Regions from separate parts of the Mus musculus genome. Here region 2 is linked to region 1. The links are chromatin contacts, called in public promoter capture Hi-C maps. All regions are on one chromosome and are shown on one strand. The core of a region is the stretch at or near the end of the contact, and the rest is flanking DNA. Distances in the headings are between cores, read along the strand shown.

What was found. Promoter capture Hi-C pulls out the DNA fragments that hold promoters and counts their contacts.
Region 2: a contact with region 1 is called in a promoter capture Hi-C map of embryonic stem cells, with 2.4 times the contacts expected there. The contact joins the enhancer-like site here to the promoter of Traf3ip2 in region 1. A contact is called at or near these places in 10 of 39 promoter capture datasets (the 3T3-L1 cell line, the C10 cell line, the HPC-7 cell line and 7 more), 1 of 15 datasets of contacts at CTCF or cohesin (the NIH/3T3 cell line), 12 of 484 Hi-C or Micro-C datasets (CD4 T cells, the HPC-7 cell line, MC3T3-E1-derived osteoblasts and 8 more), 4 of 115 datasets of contacts at active chromatin or transcription factors (the SCID.adh cell line, embryonic stem cells, hepatocytes and 1 more) and 4 of 9 other capture datasets (adipose tissue, liver, macrophages and 1 more).

Annotation. Positions count from the first base shown.
Region 1 is chr10:39,610,871-39,615,722 of GRCm38.p6, forward strand. Traf3ip2 (TRAF3 interacting protein 2) reads left to right here and starts at 2,064. Exons shown (of 9, transcript NM_134000.3): 1 at 2,064-2,476. Gm16364 (predicted gene 16364) reads right to left here and starts at 2,812. Exons shown (of 6, transcript NR_152259.1): 1 at 2,614-2,812.
Region 2 is chr10:39,714,243-39,719,094 of GRCm38.p6, forward strand. The region is part of intron 1 of E130307A14Rik (RIKEN cDNA E130307A14 gene); the gene reads right to left. Among named protein-coding and RNA genes, the nearest start is that of E130307A14Rik, 15 kb to the right of the region's middle. Within about 2 kb of position 2,884, at least 12 of the 459 cell types and tissues checked have an H3K27ac peak or open chromatin away from gene starts, as enhancers often do. A contact at or near this core is called in the SCID.adh cell line and embryonic stem cells, where this site is marked.

The DNA of each region.
Region 1 (4,852 bases), core at 814-3,313:
CATGGCCATGCCTGTTTACTGCTTCCTTCCTTCCCCTCTTGAGTGTTGTCAAGAATTGTATAAAGAAAGGGAAGTACCTCAGCTGCACTCAAACTTGTAGGAAACAGTCCAGAGCCAAGCAGCCGAGGGAGGAAAGACACTACAAGCGAGACAGCTCTGGCTGCTCCACAAATTAGCTATGTGCCCTTCTAGAAGCTACCAGGTGTCTCTTGAGTGTTGTGTTCTTCGAAGGCACAGCGCAAATGGCAGCTTCTGCACCTCTCGGGTCTGCTTGAAAGTTAAAGGTTAAAGGTTAAAGGTTGTTAAAGGTGTGCAAAGGTCCTCAGGAAAGAGCTGCTCCCTGGAGGTTACACACGAGCATCCAGACAGCAGTGGATAGCATCTGGGAACCTGAGATGTTGATGTCCCAGTCCTCAGGCATGGCCTCTGTCATTCCTTTCAGTCTAAGCTTGCCAGGCATGCGCAGACAGAAGTTTCTCGGCGCAGGAGACTCTCTATAAACAGTTTACATCCTTGGGCTGCTTTCCAGGAGGGGCCCAGCAGATGCTCTCAGCAAGGAGCTGTTATCCCATTCCCCAAACTCAGGATGGATTCAGAGAGGAGGGGTGCCCAGCAACCTCAGACAAGCCTTAGGCTTGCTGCCTTTCCCCCAGGCCACAGCTCTCATTGGGTGGAGACTGGCTGTCCTGACTCCTCATGGAAAGGGTTCCAAAGGCAGAGGTTTCCAGAAACTACTCTGAGGCTCATCTCAGCCCATTTAAGGACAGCTATGAGAAATGAGTTCATCTTCTCTCCTCTACCACCCCTTCCATGCCTTCCTTTCCTGTTCTCCTTTCAATGCTGACAGCTGCCCCTCCCCAATTACCCTCGTTTCAGCCACTCCACAAGGAGTGTTGTTTTCCCCCAACCCCTAAGATCTAATAATAATGTTCGAGGCAGAAAGTTCAAGGCTGAGCTAATAAATATGGGACTATCAGGCCTGTGTTACCAGGCTCAGCTACAGCCATTTCTGACGTGATGATCCAACAGGTATACAGTGACTGCCTACAATGTCATAAGCAGTGTCCTACATGCTGGGGACACCTCTCTCTCTCTGTCACTACATATATATATATATATTGTCAAGAATAATGTTTTATTAAATAATTTCTCAAAGCCACCTTCCCATGTTTGTACAAATAATACAAATGAATACAAATTTTCATTGTTTTAACAGCTAAGTAGTACTTCATTGTAAGAACACACCACAATGTGTACCACTTTATTATAAAGTTTTAAAAACAAGCCACATTCCCTTTGTTTATAATGTGTGGTACAACTTTAAGTGTAATACTTAGGCAGACCTGGGGCAATCTGATTGAGGACATTTTGGGCAATGTTCCCTATGCAAGAGTGGAGAGACTGGACTGGCTCAGTCTGAGACACTTTCTATGGTAGAGGGGGGAAGTTCAGTGGCTGCGATCAGTGCTGGCTGGTGGCCTGAGAGTTCACACCCGGACTGGCTCCCATCACCCTCCAGTGCTTTAGAAATAACCTGGATTTATATTACCCACACATAGCATGGTGCCATTGTTCTGCCTCCAGGATCCCTGTCTGTGCAATAAATTCTGTAGTGTACTGAATAAACAAAGGGAAAAGAAAGAAATAAACTTAAGATTGTGAAATGAGAGCCAGGCAGTGGTGGCACATGCCTTTAATCCCAGCGTTAGGAGGCAGAGGCAGGGGGATTTCTGAGTTCGAGGCCAGCCTGATCTAGAGAGTGAGTTCCAGGACAGCCAGGGCTACACAGAGAAACCCTGTCTCGAAAACAAAAACAAACAAAAAAGCAAAACAAACAAAAACCCAAATCAAAAGATTGTGAAATGAGAAGTCAGAGGTGTGTGTGTGTGTGTGTGTGTGTGTGTGTGTGTGTGTGTGTGTGTGATACAGTCCTGCACAGGGCTGTAGGCAGTGAATCCTTTGCCCCATAGTTACAGGCAGCAAATCTGTTTTGGTGAGTTAAAAAACACAGTTAAAAGTTCTTGCTTCATATTCCCTCCCATTATCAGGCCCAGGCTCGTTTGAAGCTGCTCAAGAATAAGCAGTGTGAAGACCGCAAGTTCTGTCTCCGGGAGACACCTTCTCAGGCGCTGCAGTAACCCAGAAGCCCGGGGCATTCCTCACAGTTTCTTATCTGGGTGGTAAAAGCAGGATGCAGCCTAATTGGTTGCTGGTTCTCTCTGGTGAACGCAAGAGGTTTCTGTTTTAAGAAATAAAGTGACTTCTTGGCGGTTGATTCACTGCCCCACGGGGAGAGGCTGAGCAGAGGCTTCCTCTCCGTAGAGATTTGCATACAGCATCCACTTCCTGCTCGAGAGCCTGCTCCACCACTTACCTGGGACTGGAGAGGGCGAGGGAGGTCTGAGCGGCCCAAGGTGGATCCCCGTGAGCAGAGCCAGCGACCACCCCCTGGGCCGTCTGTCGGTGGCGATCTTAGGTAAGTGAACTCACTGGTGCCTGGCTGCTCTGACCTCTTTAACCACTGGCCGGCTTTCCAGTCCACTGGCTTCTCTGTTGCCACAAGGTCCTGATCTCACTTCCCTCCGCCCTCCGCCCTCATGCCCCCACCTTTACCTTGTCCATCTGGAGGCCAGTTTGAGCTGAGACTGTGACAGAGTTCCAGCAGGAATGTGGCGCCAGTTTAGGGTTTCTCTCGGGCAGGCCTGGCTGAGTTTAACTCTATAAGGAGAGGCACACAGCACTACACGCTGCCGGGTTGGAGTTTTCAGTACTCATAGTCAGCCATCAAGAAATCAAAGTACGCAGTGAGTTCAGGGCCAGCCTGGGTGACGTAGCAAGAACCTGTCTTTAAAAACGAATCAAAACTGTTTCTCCAAGGAGGGAGCCATGGTAGAAAGGATTAAGTACTTGGCTTTCAGCCCAAGACACGTCAGGGACTGCGGGAAGGCCAACTCCCAGTTTTTCTCTATTTTATGCTGGGGGAAAATACCAGCCTCACATTCTTGGGTCAGAAAGTGCTCGCCGCCCCCCCCCCACATTCCCCCCCCCCCCAGGCCTCCATTTCCTTTAGCCAGTGGTTTGCTGGGTCTGGATGGTGCTGGGGAGGCCAGAGAAGAAACACTGGATCTTGGAAGCTGCCTTCTCTGTGACTTCCTAGTTCACAGTGGCCTCTTAGACTAGAGACTTTTTCTAAGGGTGTCGTGGAAAGAAACCAAATTAGTAATTGAAAAAAGCAGAAAACGTGCTTCCAAGTTCTCCCTCCACTTTGGTGTGGGTGCATCTCTTAGGCAATTCTCTTTGGCTCCCAGATGCCTGGATTTCTTCATCCACAAAGTGTGTGTGTGTGTGTGTGTGTGTGTGTGTGTGTGTATACATATGTGTGCACTCACACACTAACATGATTATGTCTAAATTCTTTTCTAAGAAACCAAGGCCAGGGTAGTCCCAGAAGGGTACTACCATAATGGGTGGTCTCTAAAACTTGTTTTGTTTACTGATTACTACACATATATATTTTACCCCTGCTACTAGTGCATTAGGAAGGCCTTTGCTTCTATTTTTCCAGCCCCCAGAACCTGGCATGTCATCAGATGCTGTAGAGGCACTCAATCTTGCACGTAAACTTTGAAAAAAAGTTTTTTTTTTTTTTTTCTCAGTTTCCCTCATCTGCTTTCCAGGGTGAAGGTCAAGCAGCTGTCAGGGCAGGCAGCCTGTGGTGGGGTGGTGGGGTGGTGGGGTGTTGGGGTGTTGGGGTGGTGGGGTGGTGGTGAGGTGGGGGTGGGGTAGCAGCTGCAGCTCTGCAGGAGAGCAGCCTAGAATCCAGCCATCATTTCTGGCTTTAACCACGCAGGGGGAAATGGGATTTCTTGAATTTAGCTCATGTCCCATGTGTTTACTGAGAGTCAAGGCAGGCTCCAGAGCTGGCAGACGATCCTGCTGCAGAGGCCAGGAGCTGGATCGGAAGGCACTCCAGGCCCCAGCAGTCCGTGTGTGGGCCTTTAATGGGAGGAGGGGAAAGGGAACAGAGCAACCACCCAGCACCATGTAAGGCTGGTGACTATGATTAGAGTCATCACCAGCTGGCAGATACGCTGGGTTCTTAACCTTTTCCAAACCACTGCTTTAAGAAACGTTATTATTGTTTCTTTTGAGCAACTACTTACTGTCAATACAGTTCCAGGAGCTTTGGGTATTGCTAAATTCTCTGTAGGGAATCCAGGCTCTGGTCTATAGCCTCATTTCTCTGTATTCTGGAATAAGGGCACGTTTGCTTGTGGTGAGTTCCTGATTCTTATTTCAAATCCTGAAGTGTTATCATCTGAAAGTGGGGTAGCAGCACTTTGATGGTAGAAGTGCCACCACAGCCACTCTTAATGTGGTGCTGCTCTCCCCAGTCATTCCACACAGGACAAGCGTTAGGGGGCAAATGATGCAGCCATTCTGACAGGTTCACTTTGTGGGGCCGCCTTAAGCAGGAGGGAGGGTCAGACAACGTTGCAGGATACTGTGGGACAAGAGAGTTTCTTAGCTTAGTGATTCTCAGAGGGCCCGAAGACACACAGTGTTCGAGCCTGCACGTCCCTGAATGAAGGGATTAGTGACTTTCAAATACACTGAAAATTAAGAGGAGAAAGCCCTATTTTCAGGCATCAGCAAGATAGATTACGGTGGCGTAGTTTGTCTAAATTAAATCAATGTCTTTCGTGTTGCAGAATGGAAATCTCAGATCCTGAATTCAAATCATTTTCTGCAGCAGGCAATTTTAGATTAGCTTTAAAAAGCATATCTGTATGAACTGTAGGCTCTAGGAAAGGATGCAGGTGGAGGTGTGGTCAACTTCCAGGTCCTTCCG
Region 2 (4,852 bases), core at 1,634-4,133, 100 kb after region 1:
TGCTACCCTTAGCAGCAACCTGTGTTTATTACAGTCCAGGGTCTGAGACCCTTGGCCTTGACTTTTTTCTAGCACCCTGGTATGCAGGTCCTCTTCTCTAGCATCTTACAGCCTCTTACCCTGCTTTATTTTCAGATCTCTGTCCTCTTTCTCCGACTCTCATTCTATTACCTCTTTCCTGGTCACTGCAGCTTCTTTAGCTGGAAAGCAGATAGCTGTCTGATTGCTTTCACACAGGGACTGCTCACTGCTCAGGGACTCCTGCCACTGGGCTTCTGCTACCTCTGCCATGACCACCACTCCTTTGCTGTCTCTGCTGTTGCCTTCTTCACATTACCAGCTCAGCAAGCACTACTAACAGACAAGAAAAAGACACTACTCTACAGAAAAAAAAAGGCCACTTGAGAGAAGCCTTTTATTGGGCCTGATGTTGCAACACCAAGAAAGGCAGGACAGTGGTGTCTCTCACGGCATCCCTAAGTGAGCTTGAGCTGTCTGCTTATATAGACCTAGAAAGGGATGTCTGGACCACTTTGCTTTGCCTCTTAGCATCAATCATGGTCATTAAGGCATACATTTTGGACTAATCACACAGCCTTGCCTCTTAGCACTAGTTACAACTATCCTTACACTATCAGCAGAAATGCTCTTGCTCTGGCCAAGGAAACAGTTGCAGGGTCACCTAGAGTTTTTCAAGACTTGTGATAGCAAAATGTGTAGTACAATTTATTTCAAACAGCTCTGGCTGAGGCTATACCATCAGGAACCAGAAGCAATCCACTGCCACTTTTCTGTAGTTTCTCAAGGTGTCTATGGAGTGCTCCAGAGAGCTGCTGCTGGTCTACTGCAGCCCACTTGGTTATGAGACCAAGAGTCCTTTTGCTCAAGGCAGTGGGAATAGAAAGAGAGACTCCAACAGCTGCTGTTGGGAGCCACATTGCTCCCGCCTCTCAACATCACTGCATATCTACAGGGAAATGAGCATCACAAGAAGTGCTTAAAATACAAACATAAAGAATTTACCAACACTAATAGTGATCTTAGTAGAGCTAAATAATGCTTTTACAGTGCTTGACATCTACTGGTGACCTAGGGAAATGTGTCCTCCTATTTGTCCCAACACCACTGTTAAAAATTTCCCTCCTTTTTAAGCAGAATTGTTCATGCTCATTCTCTCTCATTCTTCCTCCCCAACCCCTCCACGCCCAACTCCCTGTTCAAGACAGGGTTTCTCTGTGTAGCCCTGGCTGTCCTGGAACTCAAATTGCGGACTATGCTGGCCTCGAACTCCCAGAGATCTGCCTTCCTCTGCCTCCCAAGTGCTGGGACTAAAGGTGTGCAGCACCCACCCCCTCCCTAGGCTGCTGTGTCATTGTTTACCTTATTGCTTACTTACTACCTTAGCTGTCCATCCTTTCTCATTCTTCCAGAAATGAGCTACTCTCAAGAGTGAGCATCATATATCTGATTCACACAATTTTACTATTACCTTAATCTTCACATTAAGCTCTAGTTTAGTTTCTCTATGAGAGAGCTTGTTAATATTCAAAATGCTGGAGTTCCATACTCAGAAAGTCAAAATTAATAAGCTTAAGGTGGACCATGAGACTGAATTTCCAACAGAGTTTGAGGTGATGCTGCTGCTGAATCAATGACCCCACACTGAGGACAATACTCTCGTTCCATGTTCCCAACTGTCTAACAGTCTGCACCTGGTTATCAACGGGCATTTTGTTGTGGTCTGTTTTGAAACAGAAGTTTCACTGTGTAGCCCTGGCTGACTTGGAACTAGCTATGCAGAGCAACTGTCTCAAACTCAGAGAGATCCATGTGTCTCTGCCTTCTAAGTGCTGGTAAAAAGGCACACTCAACCTTCATGTAGGGATTTTTTTTTTTTTTTTAACTAAAGCTTAGGAACAATTTTGTAATTTGGACTAAACAATACAAAGCAGAATTTATCAAGGATCTCACTGAATCAAGATAAAGGCCGAAGAACCACATTCCAAGTAAGAAAGGAACTGTTTGCCAGTAAGAACTTACTTCTAAGGTCTTACTGTATCTGTGTGACGATTTAAAGCCCGGAGACTCGGCAGATGTTCCTGCAAGGAATGGAAGGTGTTTGCCATACCCCCAGACACCAGGCTCCTGACACAAGTCTCAGCTCTCCATAATTCTGTGGCCATCAGTCGTATAGGGCAATGTTCCAAGCAAGCTCCTGGTATTGTTTCAACTCCACCCCACAGTTACCTGGCAATAGCCAGGTACCCCTGGCCCACTATAAAAGGGGCTGTTTTCCTCCTCCTCCTCCCTCTCTTACTCTTACTCTCTTAGTTTTGCCTCTCTCTCTCTTGCCCTCTTGCTTCCCCTCTCTCCCTCCCCTCCCCCCTCCATGTGGCCATGGCCGGCCTCTTTTCTCTTCTTCTCCTCTTCTCCTCCTCTCCTTTCCTCTCCCTCCCCCCCCCCCCCCCCCCCCCCCCCCCGCCTTTCTCTGCCTCTACTACCTCTTAGCTCCCCTTCCTAGACACTCCTACCTGCAAAAGGTATTTAACCTCAGGCTCGCCAGAACAAGCCAAGGGCACTCTCCTCCCCATCTTTTCCCTTTGGCCCTGGGCTAGAGCCAGCCTGCAGGCTGACACTCCATTCTCAGCTCCTCTGAGGCATCCAGCAGCATCTGCAGTGCCCAAGAGTTTGAGAACTTGTCATTCTCAGCCTCCTTGCAGGCCCAGGGACCCCAGAACAGGCTCTTCTGTGGCACCCAGCGGCTCTGTGGTGCCTAAGAGTCCAAGCCAACTCCGGCAGTCCACGGGGACCATAGACTGTGCTTTCTCATCCCAAAAGCGGAGTCCTGAGGCTTCTCACAGCCTAACACCCACCTGGTGGCAGCATGCGGTGTGCACTGTCAAACTTCCAGTGCTCTGCTTCACCCAGCAGCCAGAGTCCTGGGCTCCACATGGGCCACCATTTTAACCCACAAGAGAACACTGGGAAGAGCAGACTCACATTTCTTAAACTATAAGCCAAACACCTCTACTTGCCCCCAGTTTCCTTCAATCATAATCTTTTATTATATCAACAAAAGGTAACTAATACTATAGATTAAGAACAGAATTTTTAAAAGATAATATCACTACTCTATAAAATTAAAAAAAAAAAACCGGGGGAGGGAGGGTATGGGGGACTTTTGGGATAGCATTTGAAATGTAAATGAAGAAAATACCTAATTTTAAAAAAGTTTAAAGTTAAAAACAAAACAAAACAAAAAGCCCAGAGGTGGGCGTGGTGGCGCATGCCTTTAATCCCAGCACTCTGGAGGCAAAGGCAGGCGGATTTCTGAGTTAGAGGCCAGCCTGGTCTACAAAGTGAGTTCCAGGACAGCCAGAGCTATACAGAGAAACCCTGTTTTCTCTGTATAGAGAAAACAAAACAAAAACAAAAAACAAAACAAAACAACAAAAAACAAAACAAAACAACAAAAAAAACCAACCAAAACAAACAAATAAAATAAAATAAAAAAACCTAAATTTTCTTCCTCTTCTTTACCATAGTTTTTAGTCTTCCTTTTCAACACGGTTTTTAGTCTTTTAATTTACCAATCATTAAAGTTACACAAGAACCTAACAGCTATTAATTTTTTTCCAGCAACTATTTTAGAAAATCCTAAAATAGTTTACAATGGTTATGCTAAAAAATAAAGCAAACAAATCCCTTAAAGTTGTAAATAAAAAAGTCCACTTAATTATAAGCACTACACATTTATTTCCGAAAGCTGTAACCCTCAGCACAACTAACGTAAGCTGTGGAACACTTGTTAGTCTCTCAATCTGAGTATGAACTAAGCAGCCTTCTACCACACAGTGCCTCTTGTCCTAACTGGCGGGAAGTACTGAGATAAAGGCTGATGCCCACATGAAAAACACAACACAATTTACTTTAAATCTTATTTTAAAGGGTCCTAGCATGAATTACATAGAAAATGTTACTTTTAAAGCCTAATAAAGTGCCCATTAAAAGTACTGTCTTACTTAGGGTTTTACTGCTGTGAACAGACACCATGACCAAGGCAACATTTCATTGGCGCTGGCTTACAGGTTCAGAGGTTCAGTCCATTATCATCAAGGCAGGAACACGGCAGCATCCAGGCAGGCACGGTATAGGAGGAGCTGAGAGTTCTACATCTTCATCTGAAGGCTGCTAGTAGAATACTGGCCTCCAGGCAGTTAGGATGAGGTTCTTATAGCCCATACCCAGGGTAACAAACCTACTCCAATAGGGCCACACCTTCTAATAGTGCCACTCCCTGGGCAGAGTATATACAAACCATCACAAATACTTACTGGGGCTGTAAAGATGGCTCAGTAGAAGTGACCGATGCACAAGCCTGCAGACCCGAATTTTTATCCCTAGCACCCACAAAGACAAAAGCCCAAGTATGGCTGATAACATTTGTAACCCCAGCACTGGGGTTAGGTGAACTAAGATAGGTGGATCCTACAGGCTTGCTGAACAGTCAGGCTAGCCAAACAGCAAGTTCTAGGTTCACTGATAGACACTGTCTGAAAAAAAAATAAGATGGAGAATGTGGAATACATAATGACACCACCACCACACACATACACGCATGCACGCACACACACACACACACACACACACACACACACGCTCTGTCCTCTCCTCCCTCCCCCACTCCATGATGTGCTCATGGCCGACTCTACTTCTTTACTCCTCTACATACTCTACTCACTCCTTCTGTCTCTGTCTGTCCGTCTCTCCCTTTCTCTGCCTCTACTACACTCTTAACTCCCTTCCCCATGCACTCTATTCTTACTATAAAAATAAATAAATAAATAAATAA